2 separate regions of the Capra hircus genome follow, and region 1 is linked to region 2. The links are chromatin contacts, called in public Hi-C maps. All regions are on one chromosome and are shown on one strand. The core of a region is the stretch at or near the end of the contact, and the rest is flanking DNA. Distances in the headings are between cores, read along the strand shown. Region 1 overlaps CLASP1 (CLIP-associating protein 1). Region 2 has its middle 14 kb from the start of NIFK.

Region 1 (5,025 bases), core at 1,213-3,712, 140 kb before region 2:
GGCTGTCCGTCCCAGCAGCCCAGCTCACCAGCAGACATGGGCCAGGGCTGCAGCCAGGCTGCTGATGGCCCTGACATCACAGCTGCATCTTTTCAGAGACACAAAGAGTCAATTACATAAATGAGCTTGAGTCTAAGAAATTAAACCAAGCACTCCATACCCATGTTAAGTTCACTAATTTATTCAAAGGTACACCCTCTGTAAATATCCTACGGGGGGAAAGTGGGGCCAGATGAAACACCATAAATTTTTTTTCTCTGAAACCCATGCACACTTTGCAGGAACACCCCAGTCTCACCTGGGGATTAGCAGCCTGATCCATGATCTTCAGCAGCAGGGCCTGGTCTTGCTCCCTCACAGAGTCTTTAGCATCTCCCAGTCTGTCTATTAAACTCGGCAGCACTAGAAATTAAAATGTAACTTGATCAAATGAAAACCTACTCTGGTGGCCCGAAGTCACCAACTGCGGGTATTTCAATTAACAAGATATCTCAAAATCCTGACCTAAATGATGCACATCGCTCTATGATGCACATCAAGCACCAACCCCTATAAATCTCCTCCTGCTCAAATTCACGGGAGCTACTATGAGAATTTGCTAAAATCTTTGCATGGGCACACTATCTGTCTTCTTCCTTATGCCACCTTCCTCTGGGAAGTTCCCAATGTGTTTTTAAGCTGCTAGAATGTTATTAAAATGGATGTCGATGAAAGACCTAGGCAGGAAAGAGTCAACACAAAAGGAAATCCAGATAAGAGAGAGAGGCCCCAGTGCATCTGCTCGGGGGTGGAAGAACAGACACTTAAGGCTGGGTCTGCTTTTCATTTTACATAACATCTCTGCATGCTCATCAGACAGAATGCAGCTCTCTGCCTGCCCTTCCTCCCCACAGCTTGGGTGGGCTATCGCTGCTGTTCCAAGGGCACTTGGATGTCAGAGGTCAACTCACTTTGCTTCTTCTAAAAGTCTATTAGAAATTTCTTTTACAGAAAATAATCCTGAACAATTCATCTAATTTGGTATTATGTAATCAAATTAATGAAAGAAAGAGGGATTTTTATTTGCAGATACACAGTTTATGGCAGAGTGGGAAGAGCTCATGGCTTTATCTAAACATGCACATTGACCAGAAAGTTAACAGAAATGCACAAATATATGTGTACCTGTTGTAACGAGAAATGCTAAAAGGAAAGGGTTAGGGCTTGTTTTGTTATTATGAATGCCCAGAGGTTGGGAATAAAATCGTCTCTTAACCTTTGAAACCTGATGTTATTTTTATTTAATTATTCTGACACTATTTTCCCTTCAAAATAAAAGTGATCATTTACCACACTTGAAATGACACTGACAACCAAAGTGAAAACGGTCATAGTAACAATAAACTGTTTAAAAATACAGCTGCGTCGGATCTGTAAGACTCTGAAAGAGAAAAGGCAATGCCTCTCCAAGACAAGGGTCAGAGGCAAACAGGGTTTGGTTGGCACCACAGCATGATGGCTAATTGGCATAAAAAATAAAAGTAATAGCTAGTACTAGAACAGGAAGATAGAAAAAGACAGCAGAAAGGTATGGAAAGGGGGCCAGGAGGATGCCAGCAGGAGCGCGGAGGTGGCAGATCCAGGTGTGCCCACGAGGGGAGCAAGGGCAGCGGTGCAGCATCTACACATGCAGGAGAAGGTAGGGGCGAGCCGGGGAGAGGGGGGCTAGAAAGAAAAGGTGGGGGGCTGAACGAGGGCTGGCTATGGGGTGGGTACAGCCAAGTGCAGGGTTTGGGGAGACACAGTGAAGGCCGAGATGGGAGGAGGAGAGAGCTCACCTGTACCGATCTGCGCCTTGAACCGATCCTGCAGCCGGGTGACCAGCGCGGACAGGATGTCCATGCCCAGGAGAACCACCTGCAACGATAAACAGCAGGCTCTCGTCAGCGGCCCATGCGGGGCTTGGCGCCCTCGCCCGCCTGCTGCAGGCACGCCCCCGCATCTCTGGCTCAGACACAGCCTGGGAGCCCAAGCGAGCGCCGACCCGAGGGTGAACGTGGGTATCAGGAAGAGGGCCGCTATTGTCCGAAAGGGCGGTTTACAGAGCTAACACGAGAGTCTTCGGCGAGACGCTACTCAAACACAGACGCCGTGAACCGGCTCCGAGCGCCAGCCCAGGAGGGCGGGAGCTCCCGCCAAGGCCCCGCCCCGTAAGGGCGCGCGTATGCAAATCAGCTCGCGGCCGGCGCGTGGCCTTCTGGGTACCACTGAACTGCCTCTTTGCGACCTTCCGAGCCTCCGAAAACGAAGTTTTGGTGGCGAGCTTCGGAAGCCGTGATCAGCGGAGGTTCACCGGCTGCCGGGCGGCTGCGGCGGCACTGGTGAATTAGTCGCCACAAGCCTACTCAGTGTTGGCGCCTGCTACTCGCGCCTCGCTCGAAGGCTGCTCCAACCATCCTTTTCTTGGGGTTGCGCTACTGTCCGATGAGCGTTTAGTGAGGACAGTACTGCTAACGCCTATGCAACACGCCCGCACCGGCTAAAGCTCAGCTTTATCACGGTGCAATTTTTGGAAAAAAGAAAAATCTCTTTTTCCACGATTTGTTTGTTACAAAAACAGCTTCTTAAAGTATAAATAAGCCAATGCTATGCTGGTTAAAAACAACTAGGTGGCGCTTCAAGCTGACAGAACAGAGTTCTGAGTTTTCACAACCCACACGCTTTCCCAAGAAAAACTACATTAAGCCCCTACCGTCCGTTTCTTTGTCTCCTTCTGGCGCCGGGATTGGGGAAAGAAGAGCCTCCAGTACTCTTCACCTTGAGAATCCCGTGAACAAAAGAGCCTAGCAGACTACATACAGTCTGTGGAATTACAAAGAGTCGGACACCACTGAGCAAAAGTAACACCTGCGCCGGGCACCTGCTCGCACCTAATTGTGAAAGAACACAGGTACCCTACTGTGACTTCTGGTGCCTCTGACGGTAAAGCGTCTGCCTACCGTGCGGGAGACACTGGTTCGATCCCTGGGTCAGGAAGATCCTCTGGCGTGGCACCCCCGTCCAGTACTCTTGCCCGGAAAATCCCGTGGACGGAGGAGCCTGGTAGGCTACAGAACATGGGGTCGCAAAGAGTCGGACACGACTGAGCGACTTCACTTTCACTTTCACTTGTGTTCTCTTTTACAATTACACAGATAACGTGATTCTTAACAGCCCCCTCCACACTCGCCCTTGCCACCTCGCTCTATCATTAAAACGAGAGATCTGTGTGTGTGTAGTCGCTCAGTAGGAAGCACTTTTGCATTGTGCAACTTTATTAAACATAGTTCAGAAATGATCTGGGGCACGATCTGGTGTTTATGCAGAACCAACGAACAAAACTGCGGTAATTCTAATTATCCTGAAGATACGCCGGATAATGAATGATATACTGAGTCCTTGCATCTGCCTGCCCTTCCAAGGTTTTGCGACCAGAAAAAGTAAAAACAGCAGGCTTTGCTATTCAGCTTTAAAGTCACTGGTTCAAAACAAAGGAATCAAAATTTGCCCAATAATAACCACAATACATATACTGTCCTTGTAAGGGATTGGTGACTTGAAGATATTAAAAGGGCATAATTTTTAAATTTTTGTATAAAGAGAGCATTGTTTTGTGACAGGTTTTTTTTAAAGCCTAAAACAGTAAAAAAAAAAAAAAACCACTTTAATGACTTCATTTATGAGCTACAGAAGATGAGGAATCACACATTCATTTCCTTCCAAAGCCCTAAAGAGTAGGGGGAGTAGCTAAAGAGTAGGGGGAGTAAAGGTACAATGGGAAAAGCTTGACAAAGGATATTGGTACCTCAGCCAGATCATCAAGGTCAACATCAACAGCCATAAATCAGGTTGGAGGTGTGTATGCTTGGTATGTGATAAACCGGGGCTTTAGGTCTGTGATCCTTAGCCTGAAGACCCACAAGCCCAGTCTAATAACAATATCAGATTCCCATAGAAGGACAGCCTACAAAATATCTTACCAATACATCTCAAAACCATCAAAGTCAGCAAAAAGAAGGAAAGTCAAATTTCCTTCTTCCTTGTCACTGCCAAGAGAAGCTAGGAGACAGTTAAATAGAGTGTGAGCTTCCTAGGTCATGCCTGCCAATGCAAGAGATGCAGGTTAGATCTCTGGGTTGAGAAGATTCCCTGGAGGAGGAAATGGCAACCCACTTCAGTCTTCTTGCCCGGTAAATCCCATGGTGGGCTACAGTCCAGGAGGTCACAAAAGAGTTGTACATGACTTAGCAACTAAAACAACAATCCTAGATGGAAGCCTAGAATAGATAAAGGACATTAGATAAAATTTTAAAAGACCCGAATAAACTATGGACTTCAGTTAATCACAACCTATCAATATTGCTTTATTAATCTCAACAAATACACCATACTAGTGTTAGACAATGATATATGATGGGGAGGCTCAATGTGGGATAGATACATTGGGGACTCTACTACCTTTGCAATTTTTCTGTAAATCCAAAACTGTCCTAAAAATTTAAGTTTATCTTTCAAAAAAAGAGCAAACTCTCAATTATTAGGAACTGGGTTTTCCCTGATGAAATCCTAAGCATGTGTCTGGTGTACCACTGGTTGGAGGGGGGGGTGCTATTCATTACAGAAATATTAATAACGGGCTTCAGTTCTCACCACATCCCTTCAGAATTCCCACAAGACTGTGATGTAAGAGGGCTATGGTCTTTTCAAATATGATAGCCCATGTCAGTTCACCCACTTGTGGAACTGGGAAAACAAACTTTAAACTTTTCCAGGATGGAGGTTTACTGCCAGGTCTGACCAGAGCAGGCCTGACTAAATCCTAGGCAGCAACGTTCCCCAAAATCCCCACCCAAACAGACTGGGGGCGTCCAGAGACTGCTCCGGAAGACAAGGCTGATGGATGCAGCAAGCCCCAGGGAACTGGGATGGAGAGGGCAGAGCACAGTCCCAGGCACAAATCCCCCCACACACACTTGTCTACTTCACCCTTAGTCACGGCCCCAGTGG
Region 2 (5,374 bases), core at 2,079-4,578:
ACCTTCTCACAGGTTTCCTCATCTCAGTCAGTGCAGCTCTTTTCTTCCAGATACTGTGGCCAAAACAGTTGGCGTCAAACTCGACTCCTTTTTTCCCTTTCACACAATGTCAACATCAGCAATCTCTCTGTCCACCTTCACACCATCTCCGTCGAGCACCCCTCCCCTCCTTCATTGTATCACCCTGGTCCAGCCCACTATGGATGCCTGCTGGATGAAGGAAGGCCTGGGCATCAACTTCCTCTTGGGTGGTTTTTCAGGCTGTTTCAGTACAGCAGGGATCCTTTGAAAATGTAAACCCAACCAGGGACTCCCTGGAAGTCCAGTGGTTAGGAGTCAGCACTTCTACTGCCTTGGCCAGGGTTCAATCCCTGGCTTGGAAGCTAAGATCCTGCAAGCTGTGCCACACAGCCCCCCACCCCCACAACCCCCTACTAAATGTAAATTCACCAGTGCTCTGAGGACCTGCCCCATCTGGCATCACTTTCCTCCCCCCTCATTCCTCCCACTGCCCTCTTCTGTCAACTCTGTGCCAGCTACACTGGTCTCTTTTTAAAATTTAATTATTTAGGGCTACACTGGGTCTTCATGCTTTGTGCAGGCTTTCTCTAGTTGTGACAGTGGGGACTATCTCATTGAGTTAATGAAACAAATATGATGTACCAGCATTGTTTCAATCCCTGGGGTGTAACCATTACTAGGACAAAGCTCCTACCCTCAGGAATACTGGTAGTTGGGATGGGCTGTTGAAGCTGAAGCTCCAGTACATTGGTCACCTGATGCCAAGAGTCGACTCATTGGAAAAGATCCTGATGCTGGGAAAGATTGAGGGCAGGAGAAGGGGGCGACAGAGGATGAGGTGGTTGGATGGCATCACCAACTCTATGGACATGAGTTTGAGCAAGCTCTGGGAGATGGTGAAGGACAGGGAAGCCTGGAGTGCTACAGTCCATGCGGTTGCAAAGAAATGACTTAGCAACTAAACAGCAACGAACAGACAACGAAGAGGAAACAAACAAGGCTTCTTTTTTCCAGAAACTGGGCAGCTTCCTGGGGAGGCAGCACCCCAAGAGGACGAGGGAGGAGCACTTCTCCAGCTGAGGGATATGGCTGGTGGGGTGGAGCCCAGCGAGCAATTGAACAGGATGGGACAGATTGATGTTTCACTCGGAACAGTTCGAACTTTTGTACCTTTTGCATGTAGTACCTATTCAGGCAATAACTTAAATTGAAAAAAATAAAACGAAAAAGTCACCAGAAAACCTTAAATAATGAGCTAGGTGAGTAACATGCCTTTATATGGCTGATTCTACATTAACATTAAATCAGATAACTGAGAAGGCAATGGCAACCCACTCCAGTGTTCTTGCCTGGAGAATCCCAGGGACGGGGAGCCTGGTGGGCTGCCGTCTATGGGGTCGCACAGAGTCGGACATGGCTGAAGTGACTTAGCAGTAGCTAGCAGTAGCAGTAGCTATGTATAAATATGCAAGGTAGGAAACACTTCTACAATTTGCATTTACTAAACAACTTGCTTGCATTTTTTAATGTACCAGACATGCATTGGTAGTCTTTTTGTAAAGCTAATTAGAAAAAAGCCACAATATTTATCATCTAGCTAAGTGTTAAAGCAGAAATAGAAGAAAAATTGACACCTTCCTTCAGAAGAAAAAAATCATCAGTGGTGATCCTGTATCCCTGCCAAAAACCATCTGAATAGTTTCTCTCTTGGACAGACAATTCAGATTGTTCCCTTGGTTTCTCGTGCAAAAGCTGTGCTTCTTCTCTTGAGCCAAGGCCACAGCTCTTCCCTCTGGTGCTCAAGTCATAGGAGAACCTGTGAATGGAGCCACCAGAGACCAGCAGCGTCGCTCAGGACACATCTGCTGCGGCAACTATGTTTGGCAAGTATCGAATGTCTGAACTTCTTTTCCTGGGCAGCGTAGGGTTGACAGCGCTTATTCATAATGGGAAATTCTAAACTTGGCCACTGATGAGCACAAAAATGTAACTTCCATAACACAGAACACATTTCCTTCTGTCAGCATACACACAGAGGCAGACCAGGCCACCCAGATACTTGGTGAGCAATTTGTTTCTAAAACTGATTGCTTCCTGAGTCAGGAGAAATTTGTAGATAAGCATGTGAAATATTCTCTGGATCAATGGAGCAGTAACTGAAACCCTGACTTCCCAAACAATTATGTTTTGTTTCTGTTTTTGTTCCTAAGAGGAAAATGGCCAGAAATATAACACCTAGATAGAACTTGAAAATAATTTCAACATGTTGAGATTCACTAATTGAAATAGAAAAATGTCCCAGGGAATTTCCTGGTGGTCCAGTGGTTAAGACTCTGAGCTTTCACTGCCAAGGGCCTGTAAAACAGGGTTCAATTCCTGTTTGAAAAATTAAGACCCTGTAAGCTGCATGGTGCGAAAAAAAGAAAAAAAAAGCCCCAATCTGATTATTTTGTGCTTTTAATTTGGGCCTCATGAATAAAAAACCTAAATGAGCACAGAGTGTGGACAATAGGAAGTACTCTGAATAGAATGGGCTAAAGATTGTGTTTACAGTGATGATAACAGTAAAGCTAAGTTCTCTTATATGAACTTTTCTTTTTAAATACAGCCACCAAATTCTAATACACACTGGGGAACACCAAATCATAAAACCATTTTCCCAGATTTATTGTCCAATAACCCTAAGCTATGCTTATTCATAACTATATGCAATTTCATAAGCTAGAAACTATCATGGTTCATTTCATCAGTATGTTGTATTACTGGTTATCTGACATCCTTTTGCAAGTATGTTTTTAACAATAACCAATTACCCAAAGAATGTTACTAAGCACCCAGTTGCTTAAGAGTCATTTCATAGTGGCAGTTTCTATCTTTAGTTGTCTAGAAATTGGTGCTGTGTGGGGGGAGGGGTGTAAAAAGATGCTTCTCAGGGAGGTCATTTCTTTTAAATTGAAATGTAGTTGATTTACAATGTTGTGTTAATTCCATCCATACAACAGTGACTCAGTTATACATATGTATTTTTAACATTAATTTCCATTAAGGTTTATCAGGATATTGAATACAGTTTCCAGTACTATTCAGTAGGACCTTGTTGTTAACCCATTCTATAGTTTTTAGAATAATAGTTTTTCTCAGGGAAGTCTTGTTTAAAAAATAATTAGGGTATAAACCCCTTTAATAATTCTGTATTTTGCTAGCCCCTTAAATGGAGAGGATTGTAGATCTAAAGTGCCTGGGATCTACTGCCATCTAGTGTTAGGCTGCTGACAGCTACTTCAAAACTGAGCTCCGAAGAATGGAACTTCTCGGCTCCTCCCACGCCTGCCCCAGTGCCCCACTTCTGCCTCCGTTCCAGAGTCACCAGCTCATGTCAGCACAAGGCTTTTGCGTCTTTCCTTTTTTCCACTGTCACTAACAATCTAGCTTTCATGCCGATCTTGTTGGAAGGACGTCAAAAGTCAACTGAATTGGCTCACCATATGCTATTTCTGGGCAAGTTCTTTAAGCTCTCTGGGCTTCAGTCTCCTCATCATTCAGACAGGAACAGAAGTGTCTAACTTCATAGGTTGTCCTGATTAAATGAGCTAATACACATGCAAGGATTTAATAAATGTTCATTATCATCACACATCTACCATGCATGAGTCCTTAATGGAAATACAAGTATTGAAAATAGTCTGAGGAATTCCCTGGAGGTCCAGTTAAGTTAGGACTCAGCACTTTCACTGCAGCAGCCGAGTCCAACCCCTGGTCGGGGAAATAAGATGCCACAGAGCTGAAAAGAGGAAACAGCTTGTATTACTTTTAATTTTATTATCAGAAGGCAGAAATTTGGTTCCATAAGACAATTCAGGCTGCTTGTTTTTCAGAGGTCCATTCTGGATAAAAAGTCCTTTGCAAATATTTGCACCCAGGCTATAGCTTCTCCTCTTAAAAAAAACTGAAGTTATAAAGTTAGTTTCAGGTGTACAGCAAAGTGATTCAGTTTATATGTGTATTTATTTTCAGATTATTTTCCATTATGGGTTATTACAAGATATTGAGTCCAGCTTCCTGTGCTATACAACAGGTTCTTGTTATCTGTTTCATATACAGTAGTGTGTATGTTAATCCCAAACTCCTAAATTCTCTATCCTCACCCTTAACTATGTTTTTTTTAGCTGCATGGGCAGCTTGCAGGATCCCTACCAGGGAACTTCCTGAAACTCACTTCTCAATTTTTTTCAACTATTTAAAAATGTAAAACAAAACTCTGCAGTGGGTTGGATTGGGCAGCAGGATAACTGGTCGCTTTGAGGGCCACAGGCTGACCCATGATGTAGTTAGGTTTGGGCCTTGTGATTTTTTCTGCCTATCAGTTCAGTTCAGTTCAGTTGCTCAGCCGTGTCCGACTCTTTGCGACCCCATGAATCGCAGCACGCCAGGCCTCCCTGTCCATCACCAACTCCCGGAGTTCACTCAGACTCACATCCATTGAGTCAGTGATGCCATCCAGCCATCTCATCCTCTGTCGTCCCCTTCTCCTCCTGCCTCCAATCCCTCCCAGCATGAGTCTTTTCCAATGAATGAACTCTTCTCAAGAGGTGGCCAAAGTACTGGCGTTCCAGCCTCAGCATCAGTCCTTCCAATAACACCCAGGACTGGTCTTCTTTAGGATGGACTGGTTGGATCTCCTTGCAGTCCAAGGGACTCGCAAGAGTCTTCTCCAGCACCACAGTTCAAAAGCATCAAATTACTTGTATACACTCATCACACTTGTGGGCTGAGAGCAGCCACGGGCATCACTGCACAGGGGACAGAAGCCCTGCTGTGCCTACCTGTGTCAGTCTTTGAACAGCTTTTGCCGTATTGCAGTGAGAGACTCATGATCCATCAGCCACGGTTATAACTTCCAGATTCTTGATTTTCTCCCTACAAAATCTGAGGATCAACCCCACACTACTTTGACAAATGCTCCTAATATGGTCCCCAGGAAAATGTTAACTTCAACTCTCTGCCATGATATATGCTAAAAATCACTCTCCCCATTCAGCTCCAGGGTACATCAAAAAACTCCTCACACATCAAGTGATGATGATCAGTACCATGCTGGAAGAGGAGTGTCTGGGCAGTAGGTCAGGAAACGGAAATAATAAAAATGTCAGGCTGCATTGATAAGCTTATCTGGTGCTTTCCCAGAAACGGAAACCAGATGGATTTCTACATCCACAAATTCAGACATGGTTCAAAGAGGTAGGCAGTTCTGTTACTCATTCAATTTAATTAAACAAAATGAACATAGTCTGTATAGGGACTAATCTAGAGCTAAGATGTTCTTGGTATGGTTTTGGGTGCACTGTGGCTTTGT

Evidence for each region. A called contact is a pair of places that touch in the nucleus more often than the background predicts.
Region 1: a contact with region 2 is called in a Hi-C map of blood, with 2.7 times the contacts expected there. The contact joins two enhancer-like sites. A contact is called at or near these places in 2 of 5 Hi-C or Micro-C datasets (both in blood).

Annotation. Positions count from the first base shown.
Region 1 is chr2:62,869,463-62,874,487 of ARS1.2, reverse strand. CLASP1 (CLIP-associating protein 1) reads right to left here. Exons shown (of 41, transcript XM_018061634.1): 3 at 1,818-1,896; 4 at 299-402. Among named protein-coding and RNA genes, the nearest start is that of CLASP1, 97 kb to the right of the region's middle. Within about 2 kb of position 2,462, at least 5 of the 5 cell types and tissues checked have an H3K27ac peak or open chromatin away from gene starts, as enhancers often do.
Region 2 is chr2:62,731,540-62,736,913 of ARS1.2, reverse strand. No RefSeq gene overlaps it. Among named protein-coding and RNA genes, the nearest start is that of NIFK, 14 kb to the right of the region's middle. Within about 2 kb of position 3,328, at least 1 of the 5 cell types and tissues checked has an H3K27ac peak or open chromatin away from gene starts, as enhancers often do.